2 separate regions of the Mus musculus genome follow, and region 1 is linked to region 2. A link is a contact called in public HiChIP or PLAC-seq data. All regions are on one chromosome and are shown on one strand. Each heading gives the region's core, a stretch centred on a gene start, on an enhancer-like site or on the middle of the called end of the contact. The rest is flanking DNA. Distances are from core to core; before and after follow the strand shown. Region 1 has its middle 46 kb from the start of Adgrf1. Region 2 has its middle 27 kb from the start of Tnfrsf21.

The links. HiChIP or PLAC-seq counts read pairs in DNA pulled down with a chosen protein or histone mark.
Region 1: a contact with region 2 is called in an HNF4G HiChIP or PLAC-seq map of pancreatic cancer cells. The contact joins two enhancer-like sites. A contact is called at or near these places in 1 of 15 datasets of contacts at CTCF or cohesin (large pre-B cells), 26 of 484 Hi-C or Micro-C datasets (the C2C12 cell line, the HPC-7 cell line, bone marrow-derived macrophages and 11 more) and 11 of 115 datasets of contacts at active chromatin or transcription factors (SST interneurons, embryonic basal ganglia, embryonic limb bud and 6 more).

The regions. Positions count from the first base shown.
Region 1 is chr17:43,221,889-43,227,714 of GRCm38.p6, forward strand. No RefSeq gene overlaps it. Among named protein-coding and RNA genes, the nearest start is that of Adgrf1, 46 kb to the right of the region's middle. Within about 2 kb of position 4,448, at least 7 of the 459 cell types and tissues checked have an H3K27ac peak or open chromatin away from gene starts, as enhancers often do. A contact at or near this core is called in pancreatic cancer cells, where this site is marked.
Region 2 is chr17:42,986,758-42,992,126 of GRCm38.p6, forward strand. No RefSeq gene overlaps it. Among named protein-coding and RNA genes, the nearest start is that of Tnfrsf21, 27 kb to the right of the region's middle. Within about 2 kb of position 3,469, at least 51 of the 459 cell types and tissues checked have an H3K27ac peak or open chromatin away from gene starts, as enhancers often do. A contact at or near this core is called in pancreatic cancer cells, where this site is marked.

The sequences.
Region 1 (5,826 bases), core at 3,198-5,697, 240 kb after region 2:
GCAACTTTTCAACCCTCTTCCCAGGTGAGTCTAGTGTGTTTGCTAGTTTCATTTTGACACAAACTAGAGGTTTTGTTTGTTTATTTATTTATAACAGACCTCAGTTGAGACAATGTCCCTACTGTGTTGGCCTGAAGGCAAGTCTATAGTGCATTTTCTTAATTGATAATTTATGGGTTTTGTAGTTCTGGTTTGCATAAGAAATTAGGCTGAGCGAGGCTTGGAGAGCAAACCAGTAAGATGCCCTCCTCAATGGCTTTTTTTTTTTTAAGTTCCTGCCTCCAGGTTCCTGCCCTGCTTGAGTTCCTACCTTGACTTGCTGTGATGAAGGCCTGTGATGTGGAAGTATAACTCAGAAGTAAACATTTTCTTCCCAAAGTTGGGCTTTTGGTCATGATATTTTACCACAGCTATAGAAACTAAGACATTTTATGTAGTGTCAAGTAGACAATCAAACTAACTGAGGATGCTCCCCACCCCTAAATAAATTCCTTTGAACTGTAGTTGTCTCCATTTGTATTTTAAACATTACTATTCTTGGCAAATCCCCCTCATTCTTGTCAGTGCACAGGGGCTAATTTTGGAGACCATGATCCACAGTATTTTTGGCTGCTTCTCCTGCACCAGTGAAATGGCCATAACACTGGCTTAAAGGCTACTATATAAAAATGTCAGAAGTCAGAGTGGGAGAGATGGCAAGCGTATTATTGCCTTTGGGAAATTAGTGGCCTGAGTTTTCATCAAGAGAACAGCTATATAGTGGCTAGAGATGGCTCAGTGGTTAGGAATGCTTACTGCTCTTACAGAAGAACCAGGCTCAGTTCCTAGTGCCTTCATCAGGTGCCTCATAACTTCCTATAACTCCGATTTCAGGTGACCTAATGCCATCTTCTGACCTCCACATGCTCTTCAATTCGCATGGTACACAGGTTTACATATGTATGAATAAAATAAGAAAACATAAAAAATATAAAGAGAACTGCTATACAATTTCCCCTCTAAACATTTTAACATTCTCCAGGAGGTCTCCAGGAGAGGACAGCCTAAGCGTTAGAGACAGTGGGACCCTTTTGAGCACAGCATGTCTTTGTGAGCTCTTTGATGGCGCCCTATAAAAAGCTAGTGTTCTTTGACTTCCTCCTTTCCAGGACTGGACCTGGCTGAAATCCCATGTCCCACAGGTCAATGGGCCAGGAAAACCCCTCGAGCGCCATGTGGGAGAGGGATGGAGTCAGGGCTTGAAGAGTTGATTCTGGCTCCGCTTCTGAATACTCCTCTAGATACAAGTAGAGTGACGGCTAAGTTAAGAAAGAACCTCAGAGGGTGAGCCAGCCCATCTGTGGTCCCAAGAAGATAAAAAGTTTGTTTCTTCGGTAACAAGTACCTTGTTCGACCAGTTTGAAGGTAACTGAGGAGTGTTTGCTCCACACTTTACTGCTAGAAATGTAGAATCCAGTTTTTGTATAAAAACGTGTTTTATAAAAGAAAGCACATCACTAAGAGATCAAACAATGTGCCAGGACATCTTAGAGTGGGCCAGGGAGATAGCTCAACCTGCCTTGAAAGCATGAAGACCTGAGTTCGAGTCCCAGAATCAATGTAAAAATGACAAAGATGTTAGTGTACACTTGCCATCCTGTGGAGCTCCTAGGGCTCACTGGCCAGCCAGTCTAGTCTAATTGGTGAGCTCCAGGCCAGTGACAGACCCAGTCTCAAAGAAAGTGGGCAGTGTTTCTGTGGATGACATCTGAGGTCTGAGGTTGTTCTCTGCTTCATAGGTGCATGTACCTATACACACAGACACACAGACAAATGCAGACACACACACACAAGAAAGGAAGAAAGAACATTGGCTCAGCCCCTACCACCCGAAGAGGGTCCTGGGTACCCTCAACCAGTAGGTGTCACCAGCTACACTGCAACTTCAGCCCCTGCTACCTGAGGACTGGGGGTCTGTAGTGGCAGAGCTAGCTCTGCAGCTTCCCCCTGGCCCTAGCTGAGCCTCTGATACCTCATTCCCACATCAGTACCAAGTGGTCCCAAGACTGGACCATAAGCACTCTCAGCCAGTCCAAACCTGACATATTGGGACAACAACAGAGATCCAAATATCCACTCAACAAAGGTGGGGCAGACCTCCATACCAAAAGATACTATTAAGAAGCTTATCCTGGAGTTCTTGTTTGAGGATAAATTAGCATTTTAGGGTTCTATCTCAGTGTGAGATGTTTTGAGTGCAGATCCATACCCTTGCTATCTTGCAGAAGGCCCAACTTAATGTTTTATAAAAACACGGAAGTTTCTTCTCTGCTTTTCTTTTAGAGAGCAGACAGCTTCACTGCTCTGGGACATTGCAGAGCTTTGAAAGAGGGCCATGCCTAATGCAAACCTATGGGCCACTCTCTGCCATCTGTGAAGGGGAGTTGGGAGAAACAGTGTTTCTGTTTCCGAGTTCTAAAATGATTAGGAAACTTGAGAACACTCATGGTCATCTCCCTGGCCTGGGGCAGGAGTTCAAATACATTTAGTCAGGCAGGCTAATTTTAGAGATTGCAAGATCTGGCAATTCTGCCACTCCCTCAGAAGGGCACCACAAGCCACCTTTGCAAACTATTCTTTATGTCTTGGCAATTCTGCCACTCCCTCAGAAGGGCACCACAAGCCACCTTTATGCCTTCGTCTATTCTAGGTGCCCTTGGTTGGGAGCGCTAAGTGTTCAGTAGTTCTGATCAGTCCTCAGATTCATTTTCTGAGTTGACTAGCCCACATATCCTACTCTTTTCTTCAAATCTTGGAAAACATTTTTTAGACATCTAACAAATTAGTTTATTGCAGATTCCTAGGAGTTTTTTTTTTTTAATTTCATGCCATTTCTCTAACTGAGATGAGTTCTCTCATATAAGCTCCCCCACTGCTATATTTTAGAGTAGGGGCTCACAGGCACATGCTTGTAACCCCAGTGAGACAAATGTGAGGGATTAGGAATTGGAGGCCATTCTGGGTTACATAACAAGATCTTGGCTTCTGAGATGAGTCATCACTTAAGAGTTCCTATCCGAGCACCTGTGTAGCCAGCTAGGTGTGTCACATACTCACAACCCCAGGTCCCAGAGGAACAGGAAAAGGAGGTGGATGAAAATAAAATAAAATAAAATAAAATAAAATAAAATAAAAATGAAGGAAGAACATGGCTGATCCTAGGTATGATAGGGAAGAAAGTTTATTGTAGATAAAAGGGAGAGCACAGCCAGAGGCAGAGAGAGAGAGAGAGAGAGAGAGAGAGAGAGAGAGAGAGAGAGAGAGAGAGAGAGCGAGAGCGAGCTGGGAGAGTCCAGAGTGAACACAATCCTCACCCATTTGAGCAGAAGGGGAAGGGACAGGAGAAGTTAGAAAGGGGAATCAGGTGGAGCAGCAAAAAGGACAAGAGGTAAACAAGGAAAGAGTAGCCAAAATGGCTGGATTATATAGGGACGAGCCTTTGGGGGGAAGGACAGCCCTACCCTGGTGGTGCAGGTACTGGTGCTGTGGGGAAAGGACAGAGTATGGCAGCCACACTCTGTAACAGGCAGGGACTGAGGAATGCTGGGAAGATGCTTTGATTCGTTCCATAGGCACCTCAGCCATTTGTCCCCCAGGGTTTGAGACTTAACAGGAGGGTAACTGGGGCTTCCCAGCTCCCAACCTAGCCAAGACAACACAAGCCTTATAGCCAAGGAGAGAACCTGCCACAGGAGAACTCACATAGAGTGACAGAGCTGGGTCACTGACATTCTCTTCTGGCCTCTGTGCACCCAAACACACACACACACACACACACACACACACATGCACAAACACACACACACACACACACACACACACACAGTTAAAATAGTGAAAATAATGTTTAAAAAGAACCTCTTGTCTCTAGCTGCATATGTATCAAAAGATGGCCTAGTCGGCCATCACTGCAAAGAGAGGCCCATTGGACTTGCAAACTTTATATGCCCCAGTACAGGGGAACGCCAGGGCCAAAAAGGGGGCGTGGGTGGGTAGGGGAGTGGGGGTGGGTGCGTATAGGGGACTTTTGGTATAGCATTGGAAATGTAAATGAGCTAATAAAAAAATGGGGAAAAAAAAAAGAAAATTCCATGGTCAAATTCAGGAAAAAAAAAAAAAAAAAGAACCAGAGAGTTTCTGACCATTGCCAGACTGACATCTACAATAGCATCTTGACTTTTAGCATGGACTGATTTCTGAAGGACCGAGAGAGGACACATTCAGAACCGCTAGGCCAAAACTGTGCGAGAGCTCACCTTTGGTGAACTCACCATCCTCAGTAAGATCTCTTCTGTTTGCATCTTAATCAAATAATTAGCTTAGCAATACCAGCCTCAAGGTCTCACCCTTGATCTCATTTAAGCCCTGCACGCTACTCTGATCATTCCTATCAAGTTAGTCATTCAGTAACAGCTCCAGAAATGTTTACTAAGTGCCAACAACGTGCCAGGGACATTTAGACCCGAAGCAAACAACCCAGGTAGGGTGTCTTTCTTGGAACATATATACTGCTTGGGTGAATTGAATTGTTTTATTTCAAAGTGAAACCAAGGCCCAACAAAAATGGAAGAACCAAAAACTCTGCCAAGGCAGAGACCCCCATGGTAACTAACAGGGGAGCGCTTTCCGAATTGCACTGGTGTGTGTCAGCAGGGGGAACTATTAGCTACAGATTTCCATGTGTTCTGAGACTCAGCCGGCCACCCCTGGAATCAGAGGTCTGTATTTCTCAGCAGCTCTCTCAGTGTTTCTGATGCGGCCTGTCTAGAGCCGTTTTCCAAATGTTTGTCCTAGGACCACTGACCCTGAAGCCCATTTTCTCTGTGTCTGTCAAAGTTCCACACTATCCAAAAGGCAGTTTCAGCTGAGTAACTGCAAGAGACTTCCAGAGGGATAACTTGCAAATGTGTGCTAGGGTCTCCAAAGAACGGCAGAGAACCCCAAGGTGGGTCACACAATGCATAGCAACTGTCGGTATTTTAAACTCAGGAGGTCAGAGGGTGCTCCCCAGAATCAGAAGACAAGAAAGGACCCCCCAGAAATACTCATTAGTGGAGAAATGTAGCCAGTTAGTTTGAGCCAAATCCACCTAGAATATGGAAGGCCAAACAGCTATTGTCCATGGCCACGTAGACCAGCCTTCAGGGGGTAGCGAAGAGGATGGACAGTGCTGGAGGAGCACTCACAGGAAGAGCTTCTAGACCATGCATTCTTCAAATTGCACGCAACTTTGTTTGTTGCTTCATGTCTCCTCACTGTCTTTATTGCCAGCGACAACCCAGGCAAGCAATGCCAAGTTGTTTGCCTCTTCCTTTTCCTCCTCCCCCCCTCTTCCTCCTCCTCCTCCTCTTCTCTTCCTCCTCCTCCTCCTTCTCCTGTTCTTCTTTTCATAGCCAATGATATCAACGAGTATTCTCTATAGTACGTGTACAGTGATGGATTTTTTTTGTCTCTGTCTCTAACGTGTGTGTGTGTGTGTGTGTGTGTGTGTGTGTGTGTGTGTGTGTGTGAGAGAGAGAGAGAGAGAGAGAGAGAGAGAGAGAGTTTTGATGTTTGATGTCTTATTTTTCCACAATCTCTACCTCATTTTAAAAAGCTGTGTTCATCATCCTCATCATTAGCATGAGGGTATATGATGTGTATATATGTGTGATGTCTTTATGATACAATACTATAGCATGTGTGTGGACGTTAGATCACAACTCTGTGGGATTGAGTTTCTCTGCTCACATTAATGTGGTTCTGAGGGTTGCGCTCAGGAAGTTAGGCTTTTGTGGCAAGCACCCT
Region 2 (5,369 bases), core at 2,219-4,718:
TTCTTTTCTCCCTTCCTTCTTTCCTCCCCTCCTTCCTTCTTTCCTCCCTTCTTTCTTTCCTCCCTTCCCTCCCTCATTTCTTTAACGTTCAACCAATGTTTCTTTCTCACGTTTCCTTTCCAAGGTCAGTTCCGAGGGCTGGACAACCACACTAAGCTCAGCGGCTCCGCACATCCTGCCCTCGTGGAGCCCATGTTAAAGAGAGGTTGGTGGAGACACGCAATGGACACTGGAGACAACGACTTAGCTTAGTACCCTAAAAGTGAATGGAGGATATGCAAAAATAAGATAGAGGGGAGAGCAAAGGAATTTGGCGTCCAGCGTTAGTGTGTGTGTAGGAGTGCGTAGTAAAGAGCAGAAGCTCGTTACGTGTGCAGCGGATGTGAGAGTCTCACAGAGGGAACCCCCAGCGCTAAGTTCCTGAGGCTTGGTGGGTCAAAGAACAAATTAACCTCAGCATAGTTACCCTTCCATAAGCAACAAATTCTCCAGGTCCACTAAGCCTCGTGATCAGCAGCCTGTACAGTCACTTATGAGGAACTTTTATAGGGAGAACAGGATGTGATGGTGTATTTAAACATATGTATTTAAAGATGGCTCAGTGAATAAGGGTGCTTGTTGCCCAGACCTGAGTTCAATCCTTGGGCTCCACGTGGGGGAAGGAGAGAACCAACTCCTGATCCTCCACATGAATGCTGACATGAGCATGCACATAAGCAATACATGAGTCTAATTTTAAAAAAGGAAAAATACCTCTGGTTAACATATAATAAATTGCTATTCTTTTAGATGGTTGGATTCCTAATACACACCAGCACAGAGTGAACGCACTGGGTAATGTACAATAGCAAGGTGACTTACATCAAACTACATTAAATGTTTAAAACAGTGAAAACCTGAAAAGCTAACATTTTTGTCCAATGTGAAAAAAAAGTCTTATTTAGTAGCATGATATACACAGAGGTAAAAATAGATATCAGAAAGTCCCCCACATATGCTAATCAATTTTGTTCTTAATCTTTACATATCCACTTATTTTTGTGATATCTTTATTTTATGCATAAGGGTGTTTTGCCTGAATGTATGCCTTTGTAAATACTTGCATGCAGTACCCACAAAGGCCAGAAGAGGGCGTGAGATCCCCTGGAATTGAAGCTACTGATGGTTGTGAACCACCACGTTGGTGTTGGAAATCTGACCCAAATGCTCTGCAAGAGTCGCCAGTGCTCTGAACCATGTCCAAGTTATCTCTCCAGCATTATATATCCACGTTTGAAGTAGAGGTACATTGGGCTTTTCATTTTTATAGTGGTTACTTAAAGCATAGTCTATGCTGTTTTTAAGTGACAGAATGTTGTTCATTGTATTTAAAAAATATAGACAAAAATTTAAACACTTTAAAAAATATTATTTTTCTTTATGAAGATACATGCTTTTAAGGGGTTCTGTTGGAGAATTTCAGTAGCGCCAACTTAAAACAAATACTTTATTAGGGCTGTAGAAATGACTTAGAGGTTAATAGTGTGCACTGCTCTTGCAGAGGATCCGAGTTTGGTCCCTAGCACCCATGTCAGGGGCTTACAACACAACCTCCTGTAACTGATGCTGCAGGGGATCCCACCCCCTCTTCTGGCCCCTCTCATGCACAACACACATGAGGCAGGCACAGACTGATGCACATATATGTGAATTAAACCCCAAATAAAATCGTTTTCAAAAGTCCAATGAATGTCTTGACAATGCTTTTATAATCAATTCATTCATGACAGGTGGTTCCCTGTGTTTGTGATTTCTCTTCAAGCTGCGCATCAAAGCAACCCCTCCTTCTCCCTCCTTCCCTCCCTCCTCCTCCTCCTCTTCCTCGTTCTCCTCCCTCTCTCTGTGCATGTGTGCCTGCTTACCTGTTTGCGCACCGCAGGCGTGCAGGTGCCCACGGAGTGATTAATGAATTCTTTGGAACTGGGTTACAGGCAGTTGTGGGCGATGTAGTGTAAATGCTGGGAACCAAACTCGGGTCCCTTGGAAGAGCAGCAGTGCTCTTCACAGATGAGCCATCCCTCAAGTCCCCAAGAACTTGTTTCTCTTGCTCAGCTTGCACTCTCCAAGACTTAGGAAAGTGCTTAGTGAATAAGCTGGGGCACAAAAGATGCGGTTATAAGAAGGTGACGTAGGAGCCTCTGGCAAGCGATGCAGATGCCAATTCTCACTTGTGTTCCGGTCCCTCTCGCTTTTGTCAGTTTTAGAATGTTCTAGGCTGGGTTTGGTGCTGTCGTAGCACAGAGAGGAAACAGCATGAAGGACAACCAGGCCAGAGATAGTTGATGGTCTGAGCCTTTTGTTTGCTGGCTTCACTCGCTCCGCTGTTCTAAAGCTTCAGTCAATGGGTCTATGTTGAACCAGTTTCCGCTGTTCACTACAAAGATGCAATTGGAAGCCGAGGGAGGGAGGGAGAAGCTCTGGAGAGTATGGCTCAGTGGTTAAGAGCACTGACTGCTCTTCCAAAGGTCCTGAGTTCAAATCCCAGCAGCCACATGGTGGCTCACAACCATCTGTCATGGGATCTGACTCCCTCTGAAGACAGCTACAGTGTACTTAGATATAATAATAAATAAATCTTAGAAAACAAGTAGCTGAGGGAGGAGTTTTTTACTTGTCTCATCCAGGGTGCCTGGAGGATGACGGCGAGGCGCCACTTTGCTTACCTCACCAAGTGAGAGGGACAAAACATAGTTTTGATCTGCAGTAGCTTCGCGGTGAGCACCACATCTCCACCTAGTCCTCCGCTATTGTCGGCTGCTATGAACAGACCCTGCTGTCACCTGGCCATTTATCTCCATGGTCCTGTTTAAGCTCTAGCCTATTGACTAAGGGGATGCAAGTTGAAGTGGATGTCCCCACGTTTGAACACAGCACTACATGCTGGTATCTGAAATCTGAGTCACATCTAGGTCAGTCACATTTTCTAGATTTATGAGTCTAGATTTTATTTTTCCAGGTGTCTTGTTTTTCTGTCTCTAAATGATGACATCCACCCCCCTGCCTTCCCCCCCCCCCCCACACACCATATACCCTGGGTATGGTTATTTGTAGCAAAATCAATACTCTTGTACTTGAATAATTTTTTTCTTTGCATTTTGAACCAAGGTGTTTATTCACAAAAGGAAGAATTGTCCATTTGTCTGTCTGCTCAGTCTTTGGCTTAGCATAGGGCATGTGCAGAGGCTCAATAAAAATCTTTTGCCTCAATCAGTACATGGCACATGCATTACCTCAGGGTCATATTTGTAAATAGGTATGGGTGTTTGCCTACAGGTGTCTGTGCACCACTTGCATGCAGGTGCCTGAGGAGGCCAGTAGAGGGCATCAGATCTCTGGGAACTGGAGTTACAGATGGCTGTGAGTCACCATATGGGTATTGAGTACAAGAGAGACTCTGGAAGAGCAGACAGTGCTCTTAGCCACTGAGTCATCACTGTAGCCCGCATGCCATATTATTAAGGAGGCTGAACACCAAGTGATTCAGCCTCGCTACAGACAAGTAGAAACCTGTCTCTGGCCTCCTTAACCACAAAGTTGGGGGGCTTCCCTCGACACAGAAGCCAGAGAACCATTTGACACCGTTCCTCTGTCACAGGCTGTATCATTGGTCCATTTTCCACATGACACTGTGCATTCAAGCATTCATCTCTGCAGATCCCTGGGCAGTATGGCAGTGTGTGTGTGTGTGTGTGTTTGTGTGTGTGTGTGTGCTTGTGTGTGTGTGTGTGTGTGTGTGTGTGTGTGTGTGTGTGTTTGTGTTTGTGTGTGTGTTCTAATTGGAAAGGAAATCTTCACTTGCCTTTAAAGTGCAGTGCTACTATATTTCTTTGCAAATATATATACGTATATGCATATGTATATGCAGATGTATACACACACACACACACACACACACACACACACACATATCTCAAAGTTCCTTTCAGGCTGAAGAATCCATTATTGTCGGGCCAGTGAGATGACAGAGCAGTTTAAGGTATCTGCTGCCAAGTCTGATGACCTGAGCTCAATCCCTGAAATCCACACCGTGGAAGGGGAAAACTGTCTCCCACGAGTTGTTTTCTTGACCGCCACAGGTGTATGCAAATATGCATGTGCACGTGCACACAAGCACTAAATAAACAGAAAGTTTAAAAAATTAAGGTATATATTATTTACTATGTAAGAGAACATCAAAAAAGTCTTGAGAAGTACACCATGGGAGAAAACACACCTAGCCCTTCAAATAATTTGCCCTTCTAGAAAAATCCTGAAATAGCCCTTTCCCCATACAGTAGTAGAATGATAACATTATCTCAGAGATGAGCAGGCGTTTAAGGCTCAGCGGAACGGGAAGAGAGTTGGGTTTTTCTTCCTATTTGTTTTGAATAGCTCTGCTCCCGGGTCCTCTGCTTGCCCAGATGATCTGTGAAATGGGTGAGTGAGCAGCGCACCTCCCCAGCGCGACTGTTACTGACGTCAGCAAGCCTCATTAGCTGCTGTTTGTCTAACCAAAGGGAACAGCGGGTGGAGAGAATCTTAATGACCTGACTTCCCACACTGCAGGTGCCACTTGCCTGGTGTGCACGCTGAGATTGCATCAGCTGACTAGGCAAACAAGGAACAGTGGAAATGGGAGGCAGAGAAAAAGCCCAAGAGAGACTGCCCAGTGAGTGGAACTCGCTGCTCCATCCTGGGAGAGTGTAGCAGAGATGTTTGTGCGTGGTGGAGTGAGGTCGACTCAGGTTCACAGCTGTGCGCTGCTACATAGTAGTTGAGGGTCGAATCACTTAAAGGCTTTAGTCCCGTTTTCAAAATTAAAATAGGGATAATGATAGAACCTTAGGGAGAAGGAGGGACACGTGTGTAAATCACAGACCTCATTGTACCACTGGATAACTGGCAGGAGCCACTGTTTCTGACTCTACAGTGGAGAGAAGGGAAGAGCAATGATTGGCACTGTGGACGCAGGTGGCAGAGAACAGCTAAAGATGACTTTATATCCTAAAGGCAAGTGGGGTAGCTGTGAGTTTTAAAGACCGAACCTTGCTTCACAAAATTGCTCTTGCTTTCCTACCTACCAATTCTGCGTTCTTTCTTTTTCCCTGGCAGCATCTCCCCGGCGGACTCAGCCTTGGCTACAGCGGAGACTCCTGGGAAGGAAATGTCCTTCCCCAGCCCTAGGCACAGTGGTTATTGTCTGTTCTCACATCCTGTGAGCCCTGTAGGCAGAGGAATGCCCCAGAACCACAGCAACTGTGCAAACATTTGAATTCCCACGGGTAGTTTCCCATCCTCGTACCCATGAGGCTTCTGCTCTCTGTAGTCAGAAGAACGTACACAGTTCTCAG